Regions from separate parts of the Sus scrofa genome. Here regions 1, 2, 4 and 5 are each linked to region 3. A link is a contact called in public HiChIP or PLAC-seq and promoter capture Hi-C data. All regions are on one chromosome and are shown on one strand. The core of a region is the stretch at or near the end of the contact, and the rest is flanking DNA. Distances in the headings are between cores, read along the strand shown. Region 1 holds the start of URB1 (nucleolar pre-ribosomal-associated protein 1). Region 2 holds the start of SYNJ1 (synaptojanin-1). Region 3 holds the start of SCAF4 (splicing factor, arginine/serine-rich 15). Region 4 holds the start of PAXBP1 (PAX3- and PAX7-binding protein 1). Region 5 holds the start of MIS18A (protein Mis18-alpha).

Region 1 (3,187 bases), core at 560-3,059, 650 kb after region 3:
CCTGGCTTCTGAAATCTGTTCAAAAGCAGTGCCTGAAAGTAAAGAGCTCTGTGAGCAAAACCACTGCTATCTCTAAGGATACAATGTCGAACAATTCAACACGCTTTTTTTTTTGGTTTGTCCTGAGGCATATGGAAGTTCCCAGACTAGGGGTCTCACTGGAGATGCAGCTGCCAGCCACGGCCACAGCCACAGCCATGCCAGATAGGAGCTATGTCTGTGACCTACACCACACCACAGCTCACAGCAACACTGGATCCTGAACCCACTGAGCAAGGCCAGGGATTGAACCTGCCTCCCCTTGGATACTAGTTGGGTTCCTTAACTGCTGAGCCACAGCGGGAACTCCACATGCTCTTTCTTCCACCAGGAAAGTTTCTATCCCTGTCCTTTTAGAGCGCTTTGTGCTGAAATGATTGGTATGGGACTTTAAGGATTCCCATCTGCCTTCCCACTTGACTATTCATAGGCTTCCCCATGGCAGATTCTTACTCACCATTTTACCTCTACTCTGACAAATACCAGCCCCTTGCAAGTAATGAACAAAGGAATGAATGAAACGCAAACTTCTTTGCTAAAGCCACTATCATCTTCCCAGCTCTGGCTAGCATATGCTGGCATCCAACGTTTAAAAACACAATCTGTGCAAGACAAACTGGAAATTGAGGATACTCTGGACATTAACTTAACTTTCACTTGAAACAGTCACTGCTTTCTTCTGACACAGTACCAGTGTTTCGCACATGCTAGTGTCTTCCATTGCGTTTTGTCCTCATAACCTAAATACTTTCTAATGGAGTACAAGGAATTGGGAAGTTAGGTCACACTTTTCAAAAAGTGCAATTATTGAATCTGCTCCTTATCTGTCACTAGTCTCTTTTTGCTTTTTAGGGCCACACCAGCGGCATATGGAAGTTCCCAGGACCCAAGCCACGTCTGCAACCTACACCACAGCTCACGGTAAGGCCCAGATCCTTAACCCACTGAGTGAGGCCAGGGATCGAACCTCTGTCCTCATGGCTCCTAGTCGGATTCGTTTCCGCTGCACCACGACAACGGGAACCATATCTGTCACTAGTCTAATCTTGCTCAACTGTCAAGTCCTGCAGTAGCTTCATGTGGGAGCTTATGACAGGTTTTCTGGTCGGTGTGAGTGTTGGAGGATCAAAGCTACGGAAAACAGAGCTGACAGCCATGGCAGTAGCAAACTCACAGTCGGGACTCGATAAATAATCCGTTTTGTGAATAAGTACTACACATCCACTTTCCTGACAATTGCAGTAAAGGTTTTAGAGCTTGCTGAGGGACACTGTCCGGGCAAGGGAGGTGTGGGATCGCAGGAACTGTCACATTCAAGCAAGTCTGGGCCCTGGACTCCCAAGCACCCGGGCCTCGGTTTCCCGACTGCGAATCGGGAGGCTGAGCTCTGACCCTCGCTGCAGGAAGAAGAGGCTGCATCCACACACACACCGAGGCGGGTAGGCCGCCCCGAACGCATCGGCTCCCCGCCCCGGGTCCCGCACTCACCCGGCCCCGCACCCTGCGCGTCTCTCAGCTGAGTCTTGAAGCGCACGCCCGTGAGCTCTTCGGTGCGGGCTCGCTTGGCTGCGCCCGCAGGGGTAGCTCCACCTTCCCGGCCGCCCGCAGCCTTCCTTTTGGGGACCCCCATGGCCGAGAGGGCGGGGACGCGCCGGGACCCACACACCCCGGGACCTGACAAGAGGACACCGGGGGAGACCCGACAGGCACCTGTGGCCCACACGTGGGCTGAAGGGGCGGGGGGCTGTCGGAAGAGGCGGAGCCTCGGGAGGGAGGCCGGCGGAAGGGGCGGGGCCTGTGGGAAGGGCGGGGCGGGGCCTGTGGGAAGGGCGGTCCGGCGGAAACCCGGTAGCGGTTCCCTCTTGGCTGTGCGATTCTAGCTCCCTAGCTCGCTGCCCCGGGCCGAGCCGACGCTCCACCACACCCGCGCTTGGCCTCGGCGCGGGGGGGCGGGGGCGTCTATCGGCGGCTTTCTCGAGGGTTCTTGGGAGGAAGAATCCCCAGATCCTCCACTCCTGGGGGGCACGAGCCAGACCGCTGGCAGCAGCACCGTCAGCTCGGTTCTTGACCTGTGGGCGCCCTAATGGTGCCTCTTGACTGACATGCAGCGGGATTCGGTGCTTTGCCTGTTCGAGGCCCAGCGAGTTGGCCAGGAGGGTGGCTGCCCCGGGCTAAGTGCCAGGTGGGCTTTTGTGGGGAGATCCTTGCTCTGGGACCAGGTCGAAGGTCGTGCGGATGCCCCTAACCCTGACCCCTAGCTTATCTCACATCCGGAACCAGACTGGCTTGTCTGGTGCGATGTCGCCCCAGACGACCTCCACTTCCCCAAACTGATGGGTGGACTTGCGCCTTTCTGGTCATGTAGGGTGGGAGGAGGGGATCAAATGAAGTAACGTCTGTGAAAACCCTACGCGGACAGCGCAGCAGCCTCCACATCTAAGCCCCTGTCATTAAAATGGAGACAGTAAAGCCAGCTGTTCTCAGCGGAGAAAGTGATGCAATGCATGAAAAACTGCTTTGACGGGAGAAAAAAAAAAACTACTGTGTTTTTGTAAGATGTTATTGACTTGTTCTGAAATAAAACGGAGGTATAAATAAGTGGAAACAGGCTAGTGCATTTTTTAATACAACTTCATCCATACTTGGTTATGTGCGCAAACAAATCATGAAGCAGGTCATTAGATAAGTCATTTGGTGATTCCTGGAATTATCTGTCAGCTTGTCCTCTAGTATGAGAAAGTACTGCCCCGTGGTCTGTAAGCAGATCTGTTGTGAGCATCTGAGAACAGTGGCTTTTTGTGACCTGTTAGGGTTTCAGAGTCTCTAATAGAAAAAGCCTGTGCTGTTGACCCTGTGCTCCTGACCTGGCAAGACTATTGTGCCTGTGGAAATGCCTACCTTGTAGGCAGGTCAGAGGGAGTAGCCTGAGCAGATCTGAACTGATGCAGAGGTATTAAAAGGCAGGGATATGCTCAAAATTTAGGCTGTCAAGGAGGATACTCTTGTTAGTAAAGACAGACTTAATTCTGACCGGTCATCTTCACGGGGTTCTTTTCTATGGTTAATTGCCAACCACCAACTTTGTTTTCAACCACAGTGGACCTGACCAAAGAGACAGCAGAGAGAAGCAGGAAATAGTCAAAAACTA
Region 2 (2,897 bases), core at 142-2,641, 930 kb after region 3:
AAAAAAATGGGTTGAATCTGAATTATTTCAAATCAAAACAGACCATCATCAGCTGGGCTGTACGAGATGACTTACAGAGCACGGCTACAGCCCCAGACTCGAACATGAGACATTCTTCCTTATGCCTAGTTTCCACTATGAGGCTGAAAGGTGGGGGATCCAATTTGTGATAGATCCGAAATCCTTTGCTGAACGCCATTCTCCTTTCTTCAGAGGCAGCCCTGTGAAAACCAAGCAAAAGCAAAGCAAATGAAGCTAATGTTTCTTTCTGCAGCAAGGACTGCAAGGCATCCAGAAGTCCCTCCCTGCCAGGTTTTGATGGGGGGTGGGGTGGAAAAAAAAGGGAGCTCGGGGAGAGAATGGTTTATTCCAAAAGATAAGTCGTCACTTAATTTTACAGAAAAGCAAGACGAAACGGCACCAATTCTCAGCGCAAGGCAAGTCGGGGTTTTATCACTCCAAGCCCATGAACGGCTTGGTTAAGAGGAGTTTCCCCTTTAGTTTATGTTTACCAAAAGGAAAAAAATTGAGCGTATTTCGCTCGGAATTGTTTATCAGCTTCCTGCTTCAGGATTTGTCACTACGTTAAAAGGGAAACGGTTCGGAAACTTCAGGCCGAAAGGGGGAAAACGAGACGTAGGTGGGAAGGTTACCAAGGCGGATTCAAAGCTCCTTAGGGGGCGAGAAATGGGAAAGGATTACCCGACTGAACAAGCTCTCCCGGGGGCGGCGGTGAAGGGCAAGGAAAGCGACACAGGTTACCGCCGCCTCCCGCCCAGCCCCAGGGCACCGCGGGCTGACCGGTCCGCAGGCGGCAGCCGGTAAATATGAATGGCCACCCGGGAAGAGTCACGACTCGGGACACGGACCCGACCGGGGCTCCTCGGGGGTCCCGGGCAATCGACCGTCAGGAAAGCGGCTCCTTCCCAGGGGGACGGAAACGACGAGCAGTCCGTTCCCTCCATTATACGCCAGAAAAGATGACCCGGCGCCCATACTAATCGGTGCCTTTCCTGCGGGCAGGCTGACAGCCGCTGTCACCTCAGCCCCCCGCCCGACGCGGCGCCCTCACAACCAGTGGGCTCCCAACCACCCTGCCAGCCCTCCCATACCCGGCAGCCGGCGGTCGCCTCTCACCGCTCCCGCCCAGGCTGCGGAGGCGGAGATTGCTCCAGGAAGCGCCGGCCCGCGAGCCCCGCAGCCGGTGGGTCCGGCCGCAGCCGCTCCCCGCCCTCCGCCAGCCGGCTCACCTCTTCCTCCGGCTCCTCCTCCTCCGTCTTCCGCAGCCGCAGCCACAGTCGCCGGAAGCGTCACTTCCGTTCCAGCAGGTCCATCTCTTCCGCATTGCGCCGGGGCCCGGGGCGGAAGGCCCGCCCCTCGCAGGAAAGGGGCGGGGGCGTCCGGGGGCCACGCCCACTCGGGGGCCGCCCGGCGGGCCAGGTAGTGGTGGGTGGCCACCGCCTCCAAGGGCACCAACCTTCGCCGCGGGCGGCGTGTACCCCAGGCTGCGGCTGCAGGTCCCACCGCTGGTGATGCGACGGGGAGAGGGAAGATGCGTCCTTCTTGACCCCCTTGCGTGGGCTTTTCAGAGCTTACCAGCCCTCCCTGTAGGCTCCAAGGAGGGACTCTGGGGAAAAGCTTTGGGAGCTGGATATTGATACGTGCCCAAGATGGGTGTCCCGACCACCCCCTGCGGCCCCCATCGGCGTAGACTCGGGGGAGGCCTCGGGACAGTCAGCGCAGCAGGCTAAGAGGGCAAAGCCTGAAGAGCTGTCCATGGTGTCTCCCTGCGAACAGCGCCGGGTTCTTATTCTGAGCGTCTCGGTAGGAAGCAGGAAGAAAAACTAATTCCGTTTTGGAACAACCTTGCTCGTTGCCTTTTCATTTGCTGTGTTCTGGAGCTCTCAAGAGTACTATAAAAAAGAGTCCTCAACTGTATGTACAGTGGAGAGAATAGGAAATCGCTAGCTAGGATCTCAATACTCAAACATGGCTGGCTGGACTGAGGCCAAGGCAGCTATGGTTGTCACTGAATAGCGAATATTTTGCTAACAGTGTAATTTCATAACTAAAGAATCTTCCCCTTTCCTCCTATCTTCATTTTTCAACAAATCATGCATCGTGGCTTATATCGTTTTTTTCTACGGACTTCTTATTCCGTTTCCACTTAATAAATCTAAAAATGATCAAAACCAACAGGGCAAAAAGGAATTGAAAAACCCGAAGAACTCAGCCCCCTGGGAAACTGTTTCCACTTGCCTTTGCTTTTTCTTTATGTCTTCCCCTTCTTGCTTTACCAACAGCAAAAGCAGAATTTAAATTTAGTATATTGCACAAGATCATTTCCCCCTCTGGGCCCTGTCACATGGCTTCACATTTCACTTTAGAGAAGCTAGAACCCACTCTGGTTTCGGGATACTAAAGTAGCTGTCATTCATTAAAAATGAAGCCACGACTTTTCTAGAAGGTGATGGCAGACACTTAGCTTTAGTTCTGAGAAGTGGAGAGGATTTCTCTTATTCAGTACTACTCCTTAGAAAAACTGTTTTGCTCAACTGGTGGTTACTGACAGCAGCCTCGGAATTAATGAAGTTACTCTACTGGTCTATGGTTACTTCTGCCCCTCACGTGCCCCCTTCAGAAGAATCCATTCCAATTGAAGATGACATTGGACAGAGAAAACAAAATGGGAGTGGGCGAGAATGGAATTTTTCTTATTGCCTTTTCAGGTATAATACTTCCACAAGGAATGCCAGACAGGTAAGCACCAAAACAACAACAACAACAACAAAAACATAGGGAAGGTTATAGCTTCAGGACATACGTTGGTGTTATCGAGTACATTGCCTGGAAGTTGCTTTTTATGACAACTGAGACCCAGAAAAGTTAACTTGTTA
Region 3 (2,890 bases), core at 183-2,682:
ATTGTTTCCACTCTGTAACTACATTTTAAATCATCAGTGGTCAAGACCCCTCTCCGCAAATCGCTCCTAAAAGAGAGAAAGTGTGGACTCTATATTCAAAAACAGCACCTGGAAAGATTTGAGATAAAACCACAGAGCTTCAGGGCGGCGGGCAGCTTTGTTCCCGGTTTTGGGAGGTTTTCACATGTAAATGTTCTCAAAGAAGGGAGCCGAGGATTAAGGGTGTGAGGGTGGGGGACTGGAGGCCAAAGCCGGCTTTCTAGCGGACTAACGCCGAGCAAATACTTGTCTCTCCCATTCAACTTTTTGGGTGTCACGTTGGGGCCCCAGAGCCCATAAGATGGTTGGGTTAGCGACTCGGTATGGTGCCGCCTCCTAGTTTATTAACCCCACTTCCCAAGTGCAGGAATCCCGGGGGAGGGGGATGAACACCCTCTCCAACTCCTCCCCGACCTGAGATCAGAGTCCAGCCGCCGTCGCGCCGCGGCCTGAGCAACAGGAGAGCCGAGGCCGCCGGTCCGCCAGCCCCGCGACCGGCAGATGCTCCCGCTCCCCCGCCCCCCACGCCCGCCCGCGCTTCTTTCTTAGCCCCTTGCGGGCTCCCGGCACAGGGAAGCCAATAACGGGGCTGGGAGCAGAAAGCGAGAGCGCCGGGACCTGAAAAGGGGCGAAGTTAGAGACACCAGCGCCGACGCGGGCCGGAGGAGGCCGGAAGGGGGCGAGAGGGGCAGCCCGAGGTCGCCGCCCGGGGGTGAGCGGTGGGGGAGGGGTGTGGGGTCGGCTCCCGCGGCCGCCGCGACCTCCCCGGGGCCACAGGCCGCTCCGCGCAGGCCCCGCCGCCCCGGAACCGGGGCAGGAAGCGTCCCCACCCCGACCTAAGCTTTAAACCTCCGGCGGCGGGAGAAGCGACGCCCCGACTCCGGCGGCAGGCCCGGCACCCCAGTGTCCCGAGAACCCCTCACCTCCTGGTTGAAGGCGTTGACGGCGTCCATGTTCGCGCTGCGGCGGCGGCTGCTCCGGGCCCGCCGGTCACATAGACCTCGCGCCGCGGCGGAGCGGGGCAGGGGAACCGGCTGGGCCTGAGGGGCCGGAGGAGGCGATGAACGGCGGGGTCGGAGGCCGGGTAGGAAGAGGCTGCGGCCGAGGCGGCGGGGCGGACGGCCGAGGCAGAGGCGGAGGGGTGGCGGGCCCCCTCTCAGTCCCGTTCCGAGGATGAGGCAAAAGAGGCGGCGGCGGCGGCGGCGCTGGGCTCCAACATGTCCGTTTGGTGGTGGCGGCTGCGCTCTGCGTCTCGCTGACACGGCCCCCCGCGCCCTCACGCACTAGCCCACACTGGCCCGACCGGCAAGCGGGCGGGCCTCTCTCTCCCTCTCGCCAGCGGGATGGCGGCAGCGGCCCGAGTCCACGCCGCGCGGGGCACCCTGGGACAGCTCGGGCCTCCCAGCGCTTCCTGTGCCCGGCCCCCGCCCCTCCCCGCCCCGCCCCTCCCGCGCTGGCCCCGCCCCCGCCCGCCCGGCGCGCGCGCGCGCGCCACCCGCTTAGCCGGTGGCTCGTGACGCCGGTACGCCGAGCTCTTTCCCGCCCGCTGCGGCCGCGGGCCCGGGAGACTGCCTGGCCAGAGGCTGGGTTCCCCGCGAGAGGCGCCGAAGAGCGCGGGATCCCAGCGCTGGAGGTTGGCTCGGGCAGTGCCCGCGCACGCGCTCGTCCCTACCCTACGCGGCGCTCGTAGGGTCGTTTTTGTGTGCCATTCTACCCAGGCAGGCCCTACACCCGGCCGGGGCTGGCGGGGCTGGCGGGTTCAGTGCTGCTTGATCTTCGTAGCCTGGAACAAAGGGCTCGGGATTTGACTTCAGCCCGTCGGGCGTGCACTTTGCAAGCCCCCGTGCAACCTCTACCGATGCAGCCCCGTGTCAGCCCTAATTGTGTGGGTTAATTCTGAGTAAGCTCCAAGAAGGACGTGCAGGCATTGGAGATCCACGCAGGCCTAAAGGAACCCCTGTGCAGTCAGTCATGTGCTGCCGGAGGAGTGGATTCGCTAAACCGTGATATATCGATTCCCCAAAACGCGTTGTTTCCTTTTTGGTGGAAACCCGGCCCTGATTCACTTCTCTTGAATACCTCCTGTCTGCGGGGTACTGTGCTGGGTTCTGGGAATACGGAAATTAAAAGATCCAGCTCAGTTTAGTTGGGGAGGACAGGCGAATGAGCCGATAATAACTAAAGCGTGGTAAACATTAGGGTAGAGACCCTGGGAAACAAGAAAGATACTCACCTGACTGGAAGTCCAGGAAGACTTCTCAGAGGAGGTAGCACCCGAGCTATGTCTCGAAGAAGTAGCAAGAGTGGTTGGAGAAGATAACCCTGGCCTCGGAAGCTGGATGAGTACTGTGTATTTCCCAGGGAAGACCAGCTGGAGCTTAGGGAGTGAGGAGAAGGACTGAAACCAGGTCCGGAAGAGTCTCTGTGCCCTTCCAGGGAGTTTGGATTTTGTCCCCAAGGCTGTGGGGAGCCTTTGCAAAATTGTAAGTGGAGAGTGGTGTCATGCAACGGGTAGAATTTCTAGCGTGGGGTCCAGGAAGGATTAGCTCTAGCCCAGGGGATGCTGAGAGCTTAAGGCAATGAAGTGGAGGTGAGATAAAGTCAGATACTTAAGGAATGGCGTGGACAGGCTAGGACAGAGCAACGGTGAGGTTGAGGAGGAGGGCGGTGTCACGGAGGATGGTTTAGACTCTGGCTTGGTGAGGGCGTGGGTGGTGGATTTAGGGAGGATTGGGTTTGATTGAAGGCAGAATAGTGGTGAACTCTTATAGACTGTTTACCACATGCTGGAGTCTATCTGGCATGTTACTCTGTGTTATTTACTCTTAACAGGCTTCCGTTTGACGCTGCC
Region 4 (2,832 bases), core at 126-2,625, 980 kb after region 3:
AAAAATCACACAAAAGCCAAAGACAAACTGCCTATTACTAGAAACAAGAAAGCGTTCCTGCATCGAGATGTGAGATTTACAAGTCTTGATTTCGTTTTTTACAACATACACTTAATTGGGTTATATTACACACTCAACAATTTGGCAAGTGAAATGACTTACGGCTCATTTAGGATCAGAAATCTAAATCCACTGCAGCCTGGCCCCTCACACCGCCTCGCTTCATTGTCCAAGCGTCAATTTGAGGAAGCCTGCACGTTTGTAGCCCCATTCACTTTCATGGGTAAACTGAGGCTCGGCGATCGCCAGGGACTAGTTCAAGGTCACTCAGAACCAGTTCTTCAACCAGAGCTTCTGTTCCCAAATCTAGTACTCCTCTTTACACACCCTGCCTTCCTGAGCAAGGATGCCTGACAAGGACCAGGAGACCAAGAGACCTACCTACTGGGTACAGTGACCTGGGTCACTACTGGGTACAGTGCATATACCACTGGGTACACTGACCTGCAGAGGGCTCAGAGAACGTGCCAAGAGCAGTCAGGGGATACGACTCGAGTTCTCCCTAAAACACACCTGCCAGGAAGAGGCAGAGTAGGGAACACGGAATTTTTTCTTGAAAAACTCTAAATGACTAATCTGAGATCCGGCCCCTCGGAGTAGAAAATGTTCGAGACGACGAAAAGGAGGCGGTAGTTAAGAAAAGGTTGGTGGCGGCGCAGGAACGCATCCCCTGCCAAAGCAGAAGGCCGGAGGCGGGGAAAACGTACAGCAGATCCGGCGGGAAAGGGCTCCTTTCTCGGGGGCTGAGGCTGAGCGTCAGGGGAATGCGGAGACCCGCGGTCGGGGCCGGGGAAACGGATGTCGGGGTCTGGGGGCGCTGAAGCGCGGCAGTTACCTTCGTCCTCGTCCTGGAAGCTGAGCAGGCTGGCCCGGGGCACCTCTTTGTTCTCGCGCGGCCTCTTGCGCGGCTTCAGCCCGTTGCCGGGCTCCGCGCCGCCCGGGAAGCAACCCCCGGCCTCGGTTCCGGGGCCAGGAGCCAGCGCGGAGGGTGGCGGCGGCAGCCCCGGGCCCAGCAGTGACTCCCCCCCGGGGGCCCTGTCGCCGGGGCCCGGCTCTTCGCCGGTGCCCGGCGGCGGCAGCAACGGTGGAGGCTCCTGCTCTTCATCACGCTCTCGCTCCTCCTCCTCCGAGTCATTCCGCTTGCGCACGTTCACTCGCCGGGCCTTTCGGAACATGCCTGCGGCCCGCACCGCGGTCGTATGCCCACTCCTACACGGCAGCCCCGGCAGCGCCGAGCTCGCGACAGCGCGCACGCGCGCTCTCCCGAGCTCCAGCCAGGTCCAGTCTTTGCCCCAGCTACCGCGCACCACCGAACCCGCATGCGCTCCGCTCTCACTACGTGGAGAGAACACCGCCCCTCTCGCGAGAACGTCAGCTTTTTGCACTGCCCTCTGTCGGCCTGGAGGACTATTGGCAGGCAACTCTGGGACTCTAGTGCTCTCCGACGGGTCACAAAGAGGATCATAGAGACGAAAAGAAAGAGTAAACCCGGCGTCCCTCAGCCCAAGGTGCTGCAGTGCGTCTTCCGCACTTACGCAGACTAGTCACGCGAGGAAACTCCCGCCAAGCGCTGAGAGAGGCAAATACAAGGGGGAGGGGGCGGGAGGCGGAGCGAGAGGAGGAGCGGGAGGAGGAGCCCGAAGGTGAAGCCTTTGGTGAGGGTGCGTGGAGCCCAGAGGGTGTGCTGAACTGAGGTGTTGTATGGTAATTATTACTAACTCTGTTGAGTAACACTTAGTATTTCTGCAGCTTAATGGCTACAGAGAACTTTCAAAAACAGTGAATTTCATTTATGATCAGATATTACCTGGCCTGATGTTTTTAGCCCCCCTCCCTCTAATACAACGAAAGCAAAAGTGTTTTGGTGTTTTCCAAAGAATGCCAGGTTTGCTAGGAGTTCTGACACATGGCTGATTTCAGAAACGGAAGGAAAAATCGACTTGAGGACTGGGGATGGTTGTGACACATTTCAGCCTTGTGCCACAGAGGTTAACAAACTTAACTGGCAACGGTGGATCCGGGTGTTTGAAGTTGAACTCGCAAGCTTACTCATTGTATTAGCAAACACAGGGCCTTTTCCTTCACTCATGTGTGTAAGTGCGAATTTGTTGTCATGTCTCAAAATTTAAAAGGTAACAAAGGACATTCATATAGTGAAACAAACAAACAAACCATCCATCCCTAGAAGCCCTGAAGGTTGCAGGCAATGTTAAAAGTTTCTCACGATCCTGCAGAGACAGCCTATGAATGTAGAAGCAAAGATGTATATTTTTGTGAATTACCTTTTTCCCACAGTGTGCAAACAGTGCATTTTAGTCTAATTGAAGATCAGTTATATTTGTATGTAAAATGGTGTCTCTTCTTTTACCCAGCTGCATAGTGATCCATTGTTTGAAAGTACCATAATTTATTTAGCCAGTTGCATAAAAAAATTGGTATTAAAGGAGTTCCCTGGTGGCCTAGCAGTTAAGGATCCAGCATGGTCACTGCTGTGGCTGGGGTTCCATCCCTGGCCTGGGAACTTCCACATGCTGTAGGCGTGAGAGGGGTGGGGGAAAGGCATGAAATTTATTTCCAGTCTTGCTATAATTATCAATGCCACAACGAAAAGCTTCAAAAAATGATCACTAGTAGCATGAACTAGATCTCAAGGTATGCAGTTGTAATTTTGCTAATTCTAAGTTGCTGTTTTTAACAGCTGTGCCAATTTGTATTCCTACCCGAGTGCCTATTCACCTACATCATCCTGTCAAAATGTCACTTGAGATTTAA
Region 5 (2,832 bases), core at 266-2,765, 530 kb after region 3:
TGGAAGTATAAACGAGAATAAAGCACGTTGAACTCTGGGACCATGAGAATATCAGGGTCAGGAGGATAAGTTCTTTTTACTTTTACATCCTTCTGCACAATTTAATAGGTGCAAAGGGTTAATCTTAGTGAATTACTATGGGAAATGTATGTCCTTAGGCTTATGTTTAATAACTGAAAGGGACTCCCGGCAATTATTGTCAATGAACTGATGCATCCTTAAGGAAAACTATAGGTTGCAAAAAGTTTCAGGTGGACACCCGCTGCCCTACTTTCTTCTTAATATATCCCAGGAAGGCAAACATTCCACAAATGTTAATAAATTTTGGTGGTGAATGTATGCCACCAAATTATCTGCAGAATCCAAACAGAGCATATAAACTTCATCTTGAAAACCACAAGTCCAAAAAGAATAGAGATTTTCACAACAACTCAGAAAAAATATTGAAACACTATGGAAAAATAAAGAAACACTATGGAAACAACAAAACAAGGAAACGGAGAAACATACAGATAATCGGTAGAGCCAGTATTAAAAGCTAAAGCCGCGACTTTCTTAACTTTTACTACATCCTCCTTCCTCTCCAATTTTGATGGGATCATTGCTGTTTTCATTGCAAGTCTCCTTTAATTTTCTGGATAGCATTATGTTCTGTCAACTGTATGGCTGCAGCACTTCTGATTGTAAAGTCTCCGCTGATACAAATAAGATTTGATAAATCAAACCTGATATCTCTTGCAAGAAGCAGGTAGCTGAGAAGCTTGGTTTACTAAATAAACCAGGAACACTATTATTTACCGATGAACAGCCCACTAATTTCCACGAGGAGTAATACAGAGTGGCCACGCCCCAAATGCTTACAACCTAGTTGTCACTTTTCTCTAAGAAATGCTCACGGCGATAATGATGGGAGACCCCAGAAAAGGACTTGTCACTTGTGAGCCCAAAGTGCAAGGGTGACTCTCCTCCTCCCCCTTTTCTCATCCTCTCAGACTTTTCTGCTTTTAAAGACCCCAAGCAGCCAGAAAACACACACCCCCACCCCGCCTCCTCCGAGGCCGCGCAGGTACTGTACCCCCGGGAAGAAGGCAGCCCTAAGCCCTAAGCTCCCATGGCCCGAACTGACAACGCAGCAGGATGCAGTTGGTGTCCTCCTGGCTCGTCACCCAGCTCAGGGAGTCCCCCAGAGGCCGCCGGCAGCGAGAGCACAGAAACACCAGCGGCCTGTCCTCCTCGTCCGCGGTCTTCGCAGCCTCCTCGCGCCGCGTCCTTTCCGTGCAGGCCACCGACGCGTCCTCGCTCACGGAACTCCACATGCTCGCCCACTTCTGCAGCAGCTGTTGGCGGCTAGAGTCTTCTGAGAGCCGCTTGCCTAACAGCAAGGAGTCGCTCCACTTGCCCTTGTCGCCACATGCACAGCTAGTAGAGGAGCATCCTTTGCAACTATTTGGAGACCAAGCAACCGCCATTAGCTACAAACTGCCCGCGCCGCGGAGCGTGACGGGAAAAACGCCCCTACGCATGCGCGAGGCGAAGGGGCGGAGCGAGGCGGTGACGAAGGGGCGGGGTCTAAGGGAAGAGGAACCGCGGGCAGCCTAGTAGCGCGCATGCTCGCAGAGGAGCTGGGCTGAGCCAGGCGGTCCATGCTCCTGCCTCAGGTTTTCCAACCTTAGAAAATTGAGACTGCAGGAGCCCCGCTCCGTAGGCTATTTCGGGAGGAGGGTTCACCCTCTAACACAGGAGGGGAGGAGTCTTTGAAAAAATTAGGGATGGCAGACTAAACTACCGACCCATCGCGGAGACCTTGGCAATGGTTAGGAAAGCAAATGTGCAACCCACCCACCACCTAGAGATAGAGGAGTTGGCTACACTGCTGCTTTCTATGGCGTGTCCCATCTCCAAGTACTACAACCCATCAAATTTAGCATGCCTAAGAGTCACCTAAGCTGGTTAAAACACAGATTTCTGATTCCCCCGGTACACTGGGCGGGGTGCGGGGGGGGTGCACAACCTAAAAGTTGAAAATTTTGTCTTATTTGGTGGACTTGCTTAAGGACTTCTGCCCTGGAGTCAGCCTCTCAGATAGCTGTGAGGGACTGCTCCTAGAGGCAAGGGAGGAGCCAGGGTATGTAGGAGTCTTTGCAAAACAAAAGCAACCCCAGATAGTTGGAACATCAAAAAATTGCTGTTGACTGAAGAAAACCAGACAACTTAAGTTAACGAATTGAGCACTTTTCTAAGACTGGGAAGATGCAAAAATCTGGGCCCATCGAAATCATTCCTTCGATGTGCATCTTAACTATCTAGTTAAGCACAACTGGGTTGGTTGCAGTGGCCGATGGCTTGATAGCTGAAACATCCTTTGTTTACTGACAGGACAGGCAACATTCTTCCTCCAAACCACCTTTGAAGGTTCTCGATCAATAGGTCAGGAGTTCCTGTCGTGGTGCAGCAAAAATAAATCCGACTAAGAACCATGAGGTTGAGGGTTCAATCCCTGGCCTCACTCCGTGGGTTAAGTAGCCGGCATTGCCGTGAACTGTGGTGTAGGCTGGCAGCTGTAGCTCAGATCTGGCATTGCTGTGGCTGTGGTGTAGGCTGGCAGCGGTAGCTCCGATTTGACTTCTAGCCTGGGAATCTCCATATGCCGAGGGTACGCCACTAAAAAAGCAAAAAAAAAAGTCAGGATGGGCCCAAGAATTTGCTTAACAAGCTCCTGGGTGACACAAATACTGTCAGTAAGGACACCTCCACTTTTGGTTGCCCCTGCTCCAGTTTGTCTGCCTAATTTCCCCAAGGTGGAGAAGGCTGGGGTTGTTGGGGAGCCACTCG

What was found. Promoter capture Hi-C pulls out the DNA fragments that hold promoters and counts their contacts. HiChIP or PLAC-seq counts read pairs in DNA pulled down with a chosen protein or histone mark.
Region 1: an H3K27ac HiChIP or PLAC-seq map of alveolar macrophages shows a contact between it and region 3. The contact joins the promoter of URB1 here to the promoter of SCAF4 in region 3. A contact is called at or near these places in 1 of 5 promoter capture datasets (liver) and 1 of 2 datasets of contacts at active chromatin or transcription factors (alveolar macrophages).
Region 2: an H3K27ac HiChIP or PLAC-seq map of skeletal muscle shows a contact between it and region 3, with 4 times the contacts expected there. The contact joins the promoter of SYNJ1 here to the promoter of SCAF4 in region 3. A contact is called at or near these places in 1 of 5 promoter capture datasets (liver) and 1 of 2 datasets of contacts at active chromatin or transcription factors (skeletal muscle).
Region 4: a promoter capture Hi-C map of liver shows a contact between it and region 3, with 3 times the contacts expected there. The contact joins the promoter of PAXBP1 here to the promoter of SCAF4 in region 3. A contact is called at or near these places in 1 of 5 promoter capture datasets (liver) and 4 of 47 Hi-C or Micro-C datasets (heart right ventricle, liver, retroperitoneal adipose tissue and 1 more).
Region 5: an H3K27ac HiChIP or PLAC-seq map of skeletal muscle shows a contact between it and region 3, with 3 times the contacts expected there. The contact joins the promoter of MIS18A here to the promoter of SCAF4 in region 3. A contact is called at or near these places in 2 of 5 promoter capture datasets (fetal skeletal muscle and liver) and 1 of 2 datasets of contacts at active chromatin or transcription factors (skeletal muscle).

What each region holds. Positions count from the first base shown.
Region 1 is chr13:196,046,073-196,049,259 of Sscrofa11.1, forward strand. URB1 (nucleolar pre-ribosomal-associated protein 1) reads right to left here and starts at 1,810. Exons shown (of 41, transcript XM_021069844.1): 1 at 1,528-1,810. The coding sequence starts at 1,669.
Region 2 is chr13:196,329,121-196,332,017 of Sscrofa11.1, forward strand. It overlaps SYNJ1 (synaptojanin-1), which reads right to left and starts at 1,392. Exons shown (of 32, transcript XM_013982569.2): 1 at 1,251-1,392; 2 at 76-221. The coding sequence starts at 1,345.
Region 3 is chr13:195,394,802-195,397,691 of Sscrofa11.1, forward strand. It overlaps SCAF4 (splicing factor, arginine/serine-rich 15), which reads right to left and starts at 1,433. Exons shown (of 20, transcript XM_005657142.3): 1 at 963-1,433. The coding sequence starts at 992.
Region 4 is chr13:196,369,883-196,372,714 of Sscrofa11.1, forward strand. PAXBP1 (PAX3- and PAX7-binding protein 1) reads right to left here and starts at 1,376. Exons shown (of 18, transcript XM_003132753.5): 1 at 896-1,376. The coding sequence starts at 1,235. LOC106505849 (a long non-coding RNA gene) reads left to right here and starts at 1,513. Exons shown (of 4, transcript XR_001300667.2): 1 at 1,513-1,764.
Region 5 is chr13:195,926,794-195,929,625 of Sscrofa11.1, forward strand. It overlaps MIS18A (protein Mis18-alpha), which reads right to left and starts at 1,516. Exons shown (of 5, transcript XM_021070912.1): 1 at 1,127-1,516. The coding sequence starts at 1,469.